Linked DNA regions of Sus scrofa: region 2 is linked to region 1. Evidence: chromatin contacts called from public Hi-C data. All regions are on one chromosome and are shown on one strand. The core of a region is the stretch at or near the end of the contact, and the rest is flanking DNA. Distances in the headings are between cores, read along the strand shown. Region 1 has its middle 8.2 kb from the start of SPATA5L1. Region 2 has its middle 73 kb from the start of SLC28A2.

Region 1 (5,949 bases), core at 641-3,140:
AAGCTAATGTGACATATGGAATCTACTTATTTAAATGTACAGTAATCCCTCACTAAGCAAAGGGGATTCATTCCAGGACCTGCATAGTTACCAAAATCTGCAGATGCTCGAGTCCCTTTTATAAAATGTTCGCAAATAATCTGTGCATATCCTGTCATATGCTGTATTTATTTTTTAAGATTTTTGGTTTATTCTATTATAGTTGGTTTACAATGTTATTTCAATTTCTGCTGTACAGCAAAGTGACACAGAAATATACATTCTTTTTCTCACATTATCCTCCATCAGAAGTAACTAGATATAGTTGCCTGTGCTACCTGCCATATACTTTAAATCATCTCTAGATTACTTATACCTAACACAACATACATGCTATGTGAATAGCTGTAAAGACAATGTAAAAACTATGTAAATAGTTACCAGAGTGCAGCACATTCAAGTGTTGCTTTTTAAAACTTTTTGAAATTTTTTTTACAAATTTTTTTCATGTTTTAAAGTTTTACTGAAGTATAGTGGGTTTCCAAATATTTTTGACCCACAGTTGATTGAATCCACAGATGCAGAACCTGGGGATACAGAGGGCAGACTGTACAATAAAATTATGGTTCCTGAGTGAAATGTAGTGTCTTTCTTAGGGTTGCTTGACTGTGAGAAGACTTTCACTTCATTGTATGTATAACAGCAGCCTGTATGAGATAGCTCTAGCCAGAAATGCAGTACTGAGGAACCAATACTGTGCTTGCTGATCTAGAGACCTGAATTCCAGCCCCTGCTCAACCAGTAACTATTTGGATGACATTAACCACTTGGACAAGTCACTTAACCTCTACAGTCCTAACTTTACAAACTACATGATCTCAGGCTCTCTTTCAAGTCCTAGTTTTCCACCACTCCATTCCTGTTTCTCAGAAAGATATTTTGCATACATTTCAAAATAATGCTTACCCCTGTTTATAATGCCATTAATAAAGCTGATTCTGCCAACTTTGTGCCTAACCCTTGAGCAGGTAGCAGCTTGAATGTTATGTCAAGTAGTTATCAGAGGAAAAATAGCTGAGATTCAACCTCATTTCTTGAGTAGATATGTTTGTGGTTGTAAGCTAGCTAAGCTAGTGGGGCTTAGTTAATATTATACAGAGTTATTGCTAAACTCTCCTTTTCCCCAGATAATGGCTAAAAATCAAAGTTTATACCGTAAATTATTACCAGTTGGCAAGATTCTGAATTTCTCATTCTGGGTAACAAATTTATATTATAGTTGACTTTAGTTGGAAAAATGACTCTGTTTCATTGACTGAATTATAAAAGGCAAAGAGGGAGTTCCTGTCGTGGTGTGGTGGAAACGAATCCGACTAAGAACCATGACATGGCGGGTTCGATTCCTGGCCTCACTCCATGGGTTAAGGATCCAGCGCTGAGCTGTGGTATAGTTCACAGATGTGGCTTAGATCTGGCGTTGCTGTGACTGTGGTGTAGGCCGGCATCTGCAACTCTGATTAGACCCCTAGCCTGGAAACCTCCATATGCCAAGGGTGAGGCCCTAAAAAGACAAAAGACAAAAGTAAAAAATGAAATAAATACAAAAAAATAAAAGGCAAAGAGGCAAAATGCTGACTGCTGCCTGAAGTCGATTCGTTTCCACTGTGCCACAACGGGAGCTCCTATCTCAGCTTTCTTGAATGTTAGAAATAGTCCCAGTATGTAACTCATAGAGTTGTTATGATGACTAAATAATACATGTAAAGCATTTAAAACACCACTCAACTACATGTTAGCTATCGCTATTATTAATAGGAACTGAAATGAGAAGGGGAACTAGTCAAGACAGGAAGACAAGTGAGGTCACATTGCTGAGAGCAATTTCAGAAATGGGGAAGATAGTAGGACTTTCCACATCTGCTTCTACAGTGAGTATTCTCTGCTCAGGACTGCAACACTCGTGTGTGTAACTCTTCACTCTGTGTGTGTGTGTGTGTGTGTGTGTAATATTTCAAAGTGATTTCGTATGTATCATCTCGTTTGATTATCAGTAGTCGAGGGAGATAACAATCTCTTCTTCAGTCTTTTGCAAATACTGCCCACTCTCACAGAACATGGGTAAGGCAAGCACAGGATGGACCCTTAGAGCTGCAAAGAACAGTTCAGGAGAGCACAGCAGACCAGCCCTTCTTATGTGGATTCCAAGAGGTGTTACTGGGTTCTTTACATGTCCCTGGAGATGAAATGTAGGGCTATTTTATTTCCCAGGAGGACCTTGTTGGATATTTCCTTAAAGCATTGTATTTGATCATCCTCATATCTTCACATTCACCAAATGTACTTCACATTCCCTGGTAGTAAACGTATTTTGCATATGCCTTGTCTAGTCTTAGCTATGTATCAGAAAGTAGCCATTTAAAGCATTTGCTCTGTTGAGCCCTGAAAGATACTTGTATTTCTGTGTTTTGTTGGTTTTTGCTGTGGTAGAAAGGCAATATCCTATGGAACAGTGCCACAAAAACATTTCAAATAGAATTGGGGGACCAGTGAAAAATGACTATATGGTAATGATAGAACATAATCTCTAGCCAAGTAATAGAAACAGGTATCAGAGAAGTTTTTGGCTTATTATTATGAATTAAATAATGATTAACATCGACCATTTACCATGTGCCTGGCAGTATGCCAAGTGTTTTATGTGAATATAATCAACATGATATTATAATATGCCTAGCATATAGCAAACAGTAGGAGTTTAATAAATATTTGTTGAGTAAATGAATATATGAGATAGGGATTTTATCCATTTTAAAAATGATGAAAATTAGGTTTAGAATTTTAAGCTTTGCTTAAGGTCATATAACTATTGAGTAACTAGTGAATCCAGTTTGTAAACCCAAATTTGATTGCAGTGTAACACAGTGTAGTGGTTCAGAGCAGGAACTTTGGAGCCAGCCCGACTACCTAGTTTTGAATCCTAGCTCTACCACTTACTAACTATGTGACCTTGTGGAAGTTACTTAGCCTTTCTGTGCCTCAGTTCCTTCATCTGTAAATTAGAAATAATAATCCCAACCTCCCAAGGTTATTGAGAGGATTAAATAAGATCATATATGTAAAACACTTAGAACTGTTCCTGGCACTCTGTAAACATAACTGTTACTGATTAGTAGAGCCTTATGTTACATACCGATAGAGCTTTCTAGCTTTCAAAAGAAATTTCCATTATTTCATAATATCCTAATAAGGTAGATGATAATCATTACAATTAATAAGTAGTATCTCATGGAATATAATCCATAAAAATATTGAATCACTATGTTGTACACCTGCAACTGTTATCATATTGTAAATAAACTATATTTCAATTTTTAAAAGTATTTCACTCCTTGCAATAATCTATTTTATAGATTATAAGAATCAGGCTCAGAAAGGTTCAATAGATTGCTCAAGGTTACACAGCAAGTAGTTGGACCCTGCTGGGGAAAGGCAGAATGAAAGCTGAAAGATAACCAAAACAGAGTGTCAACTCTTAAAATAAGGAGGGAGTATGGAGTTCCTGCTGTGGCGCAATGGGTTAAGAATCTGACTGCCGTGGCTCAAGATGCTGCAGAGGCATGTGTTTGGCCTAGGAACTTCCATATGCCCTGGTGTGGCCATTTAAAAAAAAAAAATAGGAGGGAGTAGAGGGAAGACAGATAGGAAAACACCTAGCTTATTCAAGGCATAATGAAGCCGTTCACTCAAAGAGGTGCAGGTCACATGATGAGGAAAGCCAGAGGAAGAATTGATGAATGTTTGCCTAAAGTCCATCTCAAAGGCACCAAAACAGGTCAGACTGTTTCATGGCAATGAAACATGTTGAGTGTGCTTGAAGTCAGAAGAGTTTGAAGGTCTGGGAGTAGCAGAACAACGTGGGAAGAAGTTTCCCAAAGAACACTTTGAAAAATGCCTAAGCATTCATAGCCACTCCCACACATTTTTTGGAGTGGGAGGGAACTAGTGACCTTCATTTCAACAGACAAATACAGTATTCAGGACCGAGGATAATGTGAACAATGCGATTATTCTAAAGAAAGTTCCCTATCTGCTTGAGAGGATTCAGAATGTGTATCTTCTTCCCTTTATCTTTAGTTTTGCTACTTTGGAACCCAGTGGATCAATTTTTCTGGAGTCAGTCCTCCCATTTTCAGGCCAAAAGGTTATAAGAGTTCTCCCCTTCTCCTCTGTCAGGGCTTCTTCCAGCAAGATCTTGCCAACCAGTGAGGTATAATGGTGCAACAAAAATGTTTTCACCTCTGCCTGACCTTTATGCCTTGGAAAATAGAAATTAAAGATTTCAGGAGTTCCTGTTGTGGCTCAGTGGAAATGAACCTGACTAGTATCCATGAGGATTTGGGTTTAATCCCAGCCTTGCTCAGTGGGTTGAGGATCTAGCATTGCCCAAGCTGTGGTGTAGGTCCTAGAGGTGGCTTGGATGTGGCGTTGCTGTGGCTGTAGCTGTGGCCAGCAGCTGTAGCTCTGATTTGACTCCTAGGCTGGGAAGTTCCATATGCTGTAGGTGCAGCCCTAAAAAGCAAAAGCAAAAAAAAAAAAAAAAAAAAAGAAAAGAAATTAAAGGTTTCATCCCACTCTTGGATGGAGTGGTGTATCAAAGGACTAGAGGAAACTTTGGTGAACTAGATACTACGAATAAACCATTTTCAAATGTTTTCCTATTTCTGTAGACCTTGTTTCTGGTTCAGTTTCCAAGATCAGATCTTATATAATATTGGACCTCTCTTAGACAAGTTTGAAAGATCTAGGACTTATTGAGAGAAATATAACCCCCAAACCAACCAAAATATAGTAGTCTCCTATCTGGATTAATATAGTGGCAACATTTGAAGAAACCAGAGGTATGGAGTTTAGAGGAAGCTATGGCAATAATCCAATAAAAATAATTAGATCCCTGTTGATAGTAGGAAGAGAAAAGGGGAGATAAATATTTAGAAGGTCAGAAGCTCATGGGTTTCCAATTGCATGTTATTCATCGTTGAGATACAGTATTTGCACATTCATGATTATGGCTACAGTCTTGAATTTTAGCAGACTCTCTTGTAATGATTGATTTAATTGAGCTTTTTTTAATGTCAAAAGACAGAAAAATGAATGACAGAAGTGGCAAGAGGGGTGAGCTCAGTCAGGAGCGGGAACATCCTTCTTGAAGATTATCTTCGAGGTCTACCTGGATAGAATCTGATGTGTCTGGAAAGAACAAGATCAAACCTGCCTGGCATGGGTCACCAGACTCTGTCCCCTAATTTCTTTCAAATTCGATTCACTAAGTATTTATTTAACACAAGTATATTATTCCACCACAGTACTAGAGTCCTGTAAAGTATACTATTTATATATATATATATATATATATATATATATATATTTTTTTTTTTTTTTTTTTTTGGCCACACTTACATGTGGAAGTTCTGGGGCCAGGAATGGAACCTGAACCACAGCAGTGACAACACTGGATCCTTAATCCACTGGGCCACCAAGGAACTCCCATAGATACCTTTTTTTTTTTTTTTTTTTTTTAGGGCCACACCTGGGGCATATGGAAGTTTCCAGGCTAGGAGTCCAGTCACAGCTGCAGCTGCTGGCCTACACTACAGCCACAGGAATGCAGGATCCTTAACCCACTGAGCAGGGCCAGGGATTGAACCTGCAGCTTCATGGATACTAGTCAGGTTCATTTCCGCAGAGCCACAATGGGAACTCCATAGATAGGTATTCTTAAATTTAGTTCCTATCCTTAAACAGCTTACTATCTACTTAGAGTAACAAAATATCCATCTATGTAGAACAATTAAGAAAAAATAGATCATAAGTGTCAAAGTTATGGTAAAGATGAAATTGGCCTTCTTTTAATTTCTTAAACACAATAAGCATAGACTACCCTCAGGGCACTCTCTGGTACCCACCCCTTTC
Region 2 (6,138 bases), core at 349-2,848, 95 kb before region 1:
GTTCCAGTTCGACCCATAGCCTGGGAACCTCCATAGGCAACAGGTGTGGCCCTAAAAAGAAAAAAAAGTAGAACAAAAGAGAGGAAAAATGTTAGAGAAAAAGGATAAGAAAGTTAAAAGTCAATTCAGGAGATCAACATCCAAATTCTAGGAATTCCAAAAAGAAAATCATGGGGAGAAAAATATCAAAGAAATAATTCCTAGAAAATATCAAAGAAAATGTCCTAGAAATGAAGAACATATGTTTCCAGAATAGAAGACTCATACCAAAGTTAAAATTATTGTTAAATTTCAGAAACAGACTCATAGACTTTGAAAATCTTATGGTAGTTTATGGTTACCAAAGGGGAAAGGTTGGGGGAGGGATGTACTGGAGGTTTGGGATTGACACATGCACACTGGGTATATGGACTGATGGGCCAGTAGGGGCCTGCCATACAGCACAGAGAACTCTACCCAATATTCTGTGATAATCTATGTGGGAAAAGCATCTGAAAGATAATGGACATGTGTATATGTATAACTGAATCACTTTGTTGTATAACAGAAATTATCACAACCTTGGAAATCAACTTGAAAAAAGGAGTTCCCATTGTGGCTAAGTGGATTAAGAACCTGACATAGTGTCCATGAGGAGGTGGGTTCGATCCCTGGCCTTGCTCAGTGGGTTAAGGATCCGGCTTTGCTGCAAGCTGCAGCATAGGTCACAGATGTGACCCAGATCCTTCGTGGATGTGGCATAGGTGAGCAGCTTCGGCTCCTATTCGATCCCAAGTCTGGGAACATGCATGTGCTGCAGGTGTGGCTGTAAAAAGAAAAATAAAACAAAATAAATTTTTAAGAAGTAGACCTTAAAAAAAATATTCAGAAAAATTGAGACAATTAGAAGGCAGAGGGAAAAGTTCTTGGTTGCCTGCGGGTTAATATTATGGACACCAGATGGCAATAATACCTCAAAGGGTCTATATCCAAGATGGTATTTTGTTTTTTTCTTCATAAAATTTCATCTCTTTCCAAAGCATTAGAAAGAGGTAGGCTCAGTTTGGATTCTTTCCATCTATTCATGCTCTATCAGAGCTCACTCTGATTTCTTCCTAAAAGGCTCTGCTAAAAGGTCATCATTCAGTCAGTCTGAAGGAAGGAAAAAGATTCAATTCTCTTTTGAAGAATGGCTTGTGTGGCTCTGAGGGGGGAAAAAGACTCTTAAGAGGATAGACTCTGAGCCATATTTTGTGAACAGGAGGACCTCTATCATGCAAGGATTATAAAGTGTTCATTTATGCTCTCAATAAGTTTTACTGATGCCCATTCTATGCCAGGTACTGTGCTAGGCAGCAGGAATACCCCAGTAAAAAAATCAGACATGGCTTTTGTCTTCATGGAGCTTACATTGTAAAGGGAGAAATATCCAATAAACAAGTTAAATCATATATGTATCTGGGGAATTTGATAGAGGTCAAGGTGGAAGCAAGCACACCAGTTAGGAAGCTATTACAGCTGTCCAAATGGGAGGTACAGGATGACTTGGATTAGGGTGATGCTAGGGGAGAGAGAAGTAGGTGAATTCAAGATATATTGGAGAGTAGAGGTGACAGTACTTGGTCATTGTCCAGAGCAGATGTGTTAAGGTGTCCAGGTTGAGCAAGTGGCTAGGTGGATGGGTTGCCATTTTCTCAGGTGGAGAACACGTGGAGAGAAAGAGGTTTTGGAGAAGGGGCTTGTGGTTAAAATCAAGAATCCAGTGAGGAATATTAATTAAATCAAACAGGTCTCTCTCCCCAGGCATTCAGATTCTGGTGGATGTCATCGATCCAGGCTAGGATGGAGTTTGCTCTGATTACTGCCCAGTAGAATGGCTTGGTTGGGAATATTTGTTTTAAATTGGCTCAGAGTTGGTGTTTATTAAGTTAAAAATTGCTTTTGCTCAGCCCCTCCCCTCTCCAGCAAGAGCAAAATCAGCTGAAATTTGCAGTGTTCCCCCACCCCCACCTCAAGGTAGGCCTTTGAGAGTTAAAGAGAACAGGCCAGAGCACCTTTTTTTTTTTTTTTTTTGTCTTTGTTGTTGTTGTTGTTGTTGTTGTTGTTGCTATTTCTTGGGCCGCTCCCGAGGCATATGGAGGTTCCCAGGCTAGGGGTTGAATCGGAGCTGTAGCCACCGGCCTACACCAGAGCCACAGCAACGCAGGATCTGAGCCGCGTCTGCAACCTACACCACAGCTCACGGCAACGCCGGATCGTTAACCCACTGAGCAAGGGCAGGGACCGAACCTGCAACCTCATGGTTCCTAGTCGGATTCGTTAACCACTGCGCCACGACGGGAACTCCAGAGCACCTTTTACATTTTGTTTTTTTGTACTCTGTTCAGAAATGGGACACAGTGTCAAAGACAAGAAGCTTCTAGAAAAGGCAAGACCAGTTGTTTTGGTGGCTCCTTGAGTTACGATGTACAGGTTAAGACCCTGACTGTGATTCTGAGATGACAGACATGAAAACTTCTTTCCTTGGCTCTGAGGATGAGACCTTTGCCTTATTTTGAACCCCACACAGTGCCTGATACACATGTACTCAGTAAATATATGTTTAATTGAAGCCACTCCGTCTGGACCAGGCTCCAGACCTGAGTTGCACTCTCCATAGGACTTGAAATACCTCATATTACCTGTTTCCCCAAATCGGTAAATGATAAGCTGTGTGCTGGAGGAGGTGCCTCTTCAGACTCATCATGGCTTAGGACCACAACACCAGGTGTGTTAGAAAAAGATACATCACCTTCTTTGTTCCTATACCCCCTCTCTGGGAATATTTTGACACTATCAACACATTTTAAGACAGAATTTATTTAGTCTTTTTAGGGCCTTACCTGCGGTGCATGGAGGTTCCCAGGCTAGGGGTTGAATCAGAGCTGCAGCTGCCGGCCTACACCACAGCCACAGCAATGCGAGATCTGAGTCGCATCTGCAACCTACACCACAGCTCATAGCAATGCTGTATCCATAACCCACTGAGCAAGGCCAGGGATCGAACCCTCGTTCTCATGGATACTAGTCAGGTTCATTAACCACTGAGCTGCAATGGGAACTCCTTAAGATAGAATTTAAAATTAACTTAGCTCTGAACATCAGTGTTTTCATTTGTGACCTGGAGGTTGAGTAGTTCTATACTGTGTCCATAGTCAACAGTTGCCTCAGTCACATTATTTTTTTTTCTTTTTTCTTTTTTCGTCTTTTGAGGGCCACACCCATGGCACATGGAGGTTCCCAGGCTAGGGGTCTAATCGGAGCTACAGCTGCCGGCCTACACCACAGCCACAGCAACACCAGATCCGAGCTGTGTCTGCGACCTACACCAAAGGTCATGGCAGCGCTGGATCCTTAACCCACTGAGCGAGGCCAGGGATCAAACCTGCAACCTCGTGGTTCCTAGTCGGATTTGTTTCCACTGAGCCGCAACAGGAACTCCCATATCTCTTCTTTTTAAGCTGAAGTATAATTGACTTACAATGTTGTGTAAGTTTTTTTGGGTACAGCAAAGTGATTCAGTTACACACATACACACATACAAATCTATTCTTTTCTATTATGGCTCATTATAGGATATTGAATATACTTCTCTGTGCTATACAATAGGACCTTGTTGTTTATCCATTCTATATATAACTGTTTGCATTTGCTAGTCCCAAACTCCCACTCCACCGCTCTCCTAACCCCGTTCCCCTGGCAACCAGAAGTCTGTTCTCTAGGTCTGTGCTTCTGTTTCTGTCTTTTAGATCAGGTCATTTGTGTCATAGTTTATTTTTATATTTATTTATTTATTTATTGCTTTTTAGGGCCGCATTCGTGGCATATGAAGTTCCAAGTCTAGGGGGTTTAATAAGAGCTATAGCTGCCGGCCTACGCCACAGCCACAGCAACAAAAGATCCGAGCCAAGTCTATGACCCACACTATGGCTCATGGCAGCTCGGGATCCTTAACACACTCAGTGAGGCCAGGGATCGAACCTGCATCCTCATGGATCCAAGCTGGGTTCGTTAACCACTGAGCCAAGAAGGGAACTCCCTTGTGTCATAATTTAGATTCCACATATAAATGATATCATATGGGATTTGTCTTTCTCCTTCTGACTTATTTTGCTTAGTATGATAATCTCTAGGATCATCCATGTAGTTGTAAATGGCATTATTTCATTACTTTTATGGCTGAGTAATATTCCTGTGTATGTGTGTGTGTGTGTGTGTGTGTGTGTATATATATATATATATATATATATATATATATGAATTATAATTTCATCTAGATACATGCCCAAGAGTGGGTTTATAGGGTCATATGGCAACTCTATTTTTAGTTTTTTGAGGAATCTCCATACTATTCTCAATAGTGGCTGCACTGATTTGTATTCCCACTAATAGTGTAAGGAGGGATCCTTTTCTCCACACCTCCTCCAGCATTTGTTGTTTGTAGACTTTTGAATGATGACCATTCTGACCAGTGCAACATGGTACCTCATTTGTAGGTTTTTTTAAATTTTTAATGATTTTTATTTTTTTCCATTATAGCTGGTTTACAGTGTTCTGTCAGTTTTCTACTGTACAGCAAGGTGACCCAGTTACACATACATGTATACATTCTTCTTTCTCACATTATCATGCTCCATCATAAATGACCAGATATACAGCAGGACCTCATTGCTTATCCATTCCAAAGGCATCTATTAACTCTCATTTGTAGGTTCGATTTGTATTTCTCTAATAATTAGTGATATTGAGCATCTTTTTGTGTACATTTTGACCATCTGTGGGTCTTCTTTGGTGAAATGCCTGTTTAGGTCTTCTGTTCATTTTATGATTGGGTTTTTTGTTTTTTTGTTATTGAGTTTTAAGGGCTGTTTGTGTATTTTGGAGATTAAGCCCTTGTCAGTGTTATCATTTGCAAATATTTTCTCCTAGTCTTTTGTTTTATTTATGTTTCATTTGCTGTACAAAAGCTTCTAAGTGTGATTAGGTCCCATTTGTTTATTTTTCTTTCATTTCTATTGCCTTGGGAGAATGGCCTAAGAAAACATTTTACAACTCATGTCATAGAGTGTTTTGCCTGTCTTCTTTTCCAGGAGTTTTATGGTGTCATGTCTTCTATTTCAAGTTATTTTTGTGTACAATATGAAGGAGTGTTCTAATTTCATTGATTTATATACAACTGTCCAACTTTCCCAGCATCACTTGCTAAAGAGACTGTCTTTTCACCATTGTGTGTTCTTGCCTCCTTTGTCAAAAACTAATTGACCGTAGGTGTGCAGATTTACTTCTGGGCTCTGTCTTTTGTTCCATTGATCCATATGTCTGTTTTTGTGCCAGTACCATGCTGTTTTGAAGAATCATAGCTTTTTTTTTTTATTTTTAGGGCTGCACTCATGGCATATGAAGATTCCCAGTCTAGGGGTTGAATTGGAGCTACAGCTGCTGTCCTGTGCCACAGCCACAGCAATGCCAGATCCAAGCCATGTCTGAGACCTACATTGTAGCTCACGGCAGTGCTGGATCCCCAACCCACTGAGCGAGACCAGGGATCGAACCCGAATTAACATGGATAGTAGTTGGATTTTTTCTGCTGTGCCACAATGGGAACTCCAAGAATTGTAGCTTTTTAAACTTTATGCTTTCATACAGTTTAGAACAGTGCATTATACAGTCCTGTGGACGTGAAGGAGTGGACTAGGAAAGCTTTAGTTTGCCCCACTAATTTGCATAAAATCTATCACCCTCTCCAGAATTATAATCATATGTAAGAAGAAAAAAAATTATAAATTGTAAATGAGAGCATCTTTAGAAAACACTTTTTCTTTCATTTTTTCTTTTTTTGCTTTTTAGGCTGCACCCACAGCATATGGAAGTTCCCAGGCTAGAGGTTGAATTGGTGCTACAGCTGCCAGCCTATGCCACAGCCACAGCAATAGTAGTTCCGAGCTACATCTGTGACCTATACCATAGCTCATAGAGACATTGGATCCCTGACCCACTGAGTGAGGCCAGGGATTGGATACTAGTCAGGTTCGTTACCACTGAGCCATGAAGTTAACTCCCCAAAACACCTGTTTTTGTCTTTGCCTTGCCCATGGCATGTGGAAGATTGTGGGCCAGGGA

What was found. Hi-C and Micro-C count contacts between places; a contact is called where the count stands out from the background.
Region 2: a contact with region 1 is called in a Hi-C map of liver, with 2.3 times the contacts expected there. The contact joins two enhancer-like sites. A contact is called at or near these places in 9 of 47 Hi-C or Micro-C datasets (adipocytes, fibroblasts, liver and 5 more).

The regions. Positions count from the first base shown.
Region 1 is chr1:126,340,447-126,346,395 of Sscrofa11.1, reverse strand. No RefSeq gene overlaps it. Among named protein-coding and RNA genes, the nearest start is that of SPATA5L1, 8.2 kb to the right of the region's middle. Within about 2 kb of position 1,890, at least 7 of the 83 cell types and tissues checked have an H3K27ac peak or open chromatin away from gene starts, as enhancers often do. A contact at or near this core is called in liver, where this site is marked.
Region 2 is chr1:126,434,996-126,441,133 of Sscrofa11.1, reverse strand. No RefSeq gene overlaps it. Among named protein-coding and RNA genes, the nearest start is that of SLC28A2, 73 kb to the left of the region's middle. Within about 2 kb of position 1,598, at least 1 of the 83 cell types and tissues checked has an H3K27ac peak or open chromatin away from gene starts, as enhancers often do. A contact at or near this core is called in liver, where this site is marked.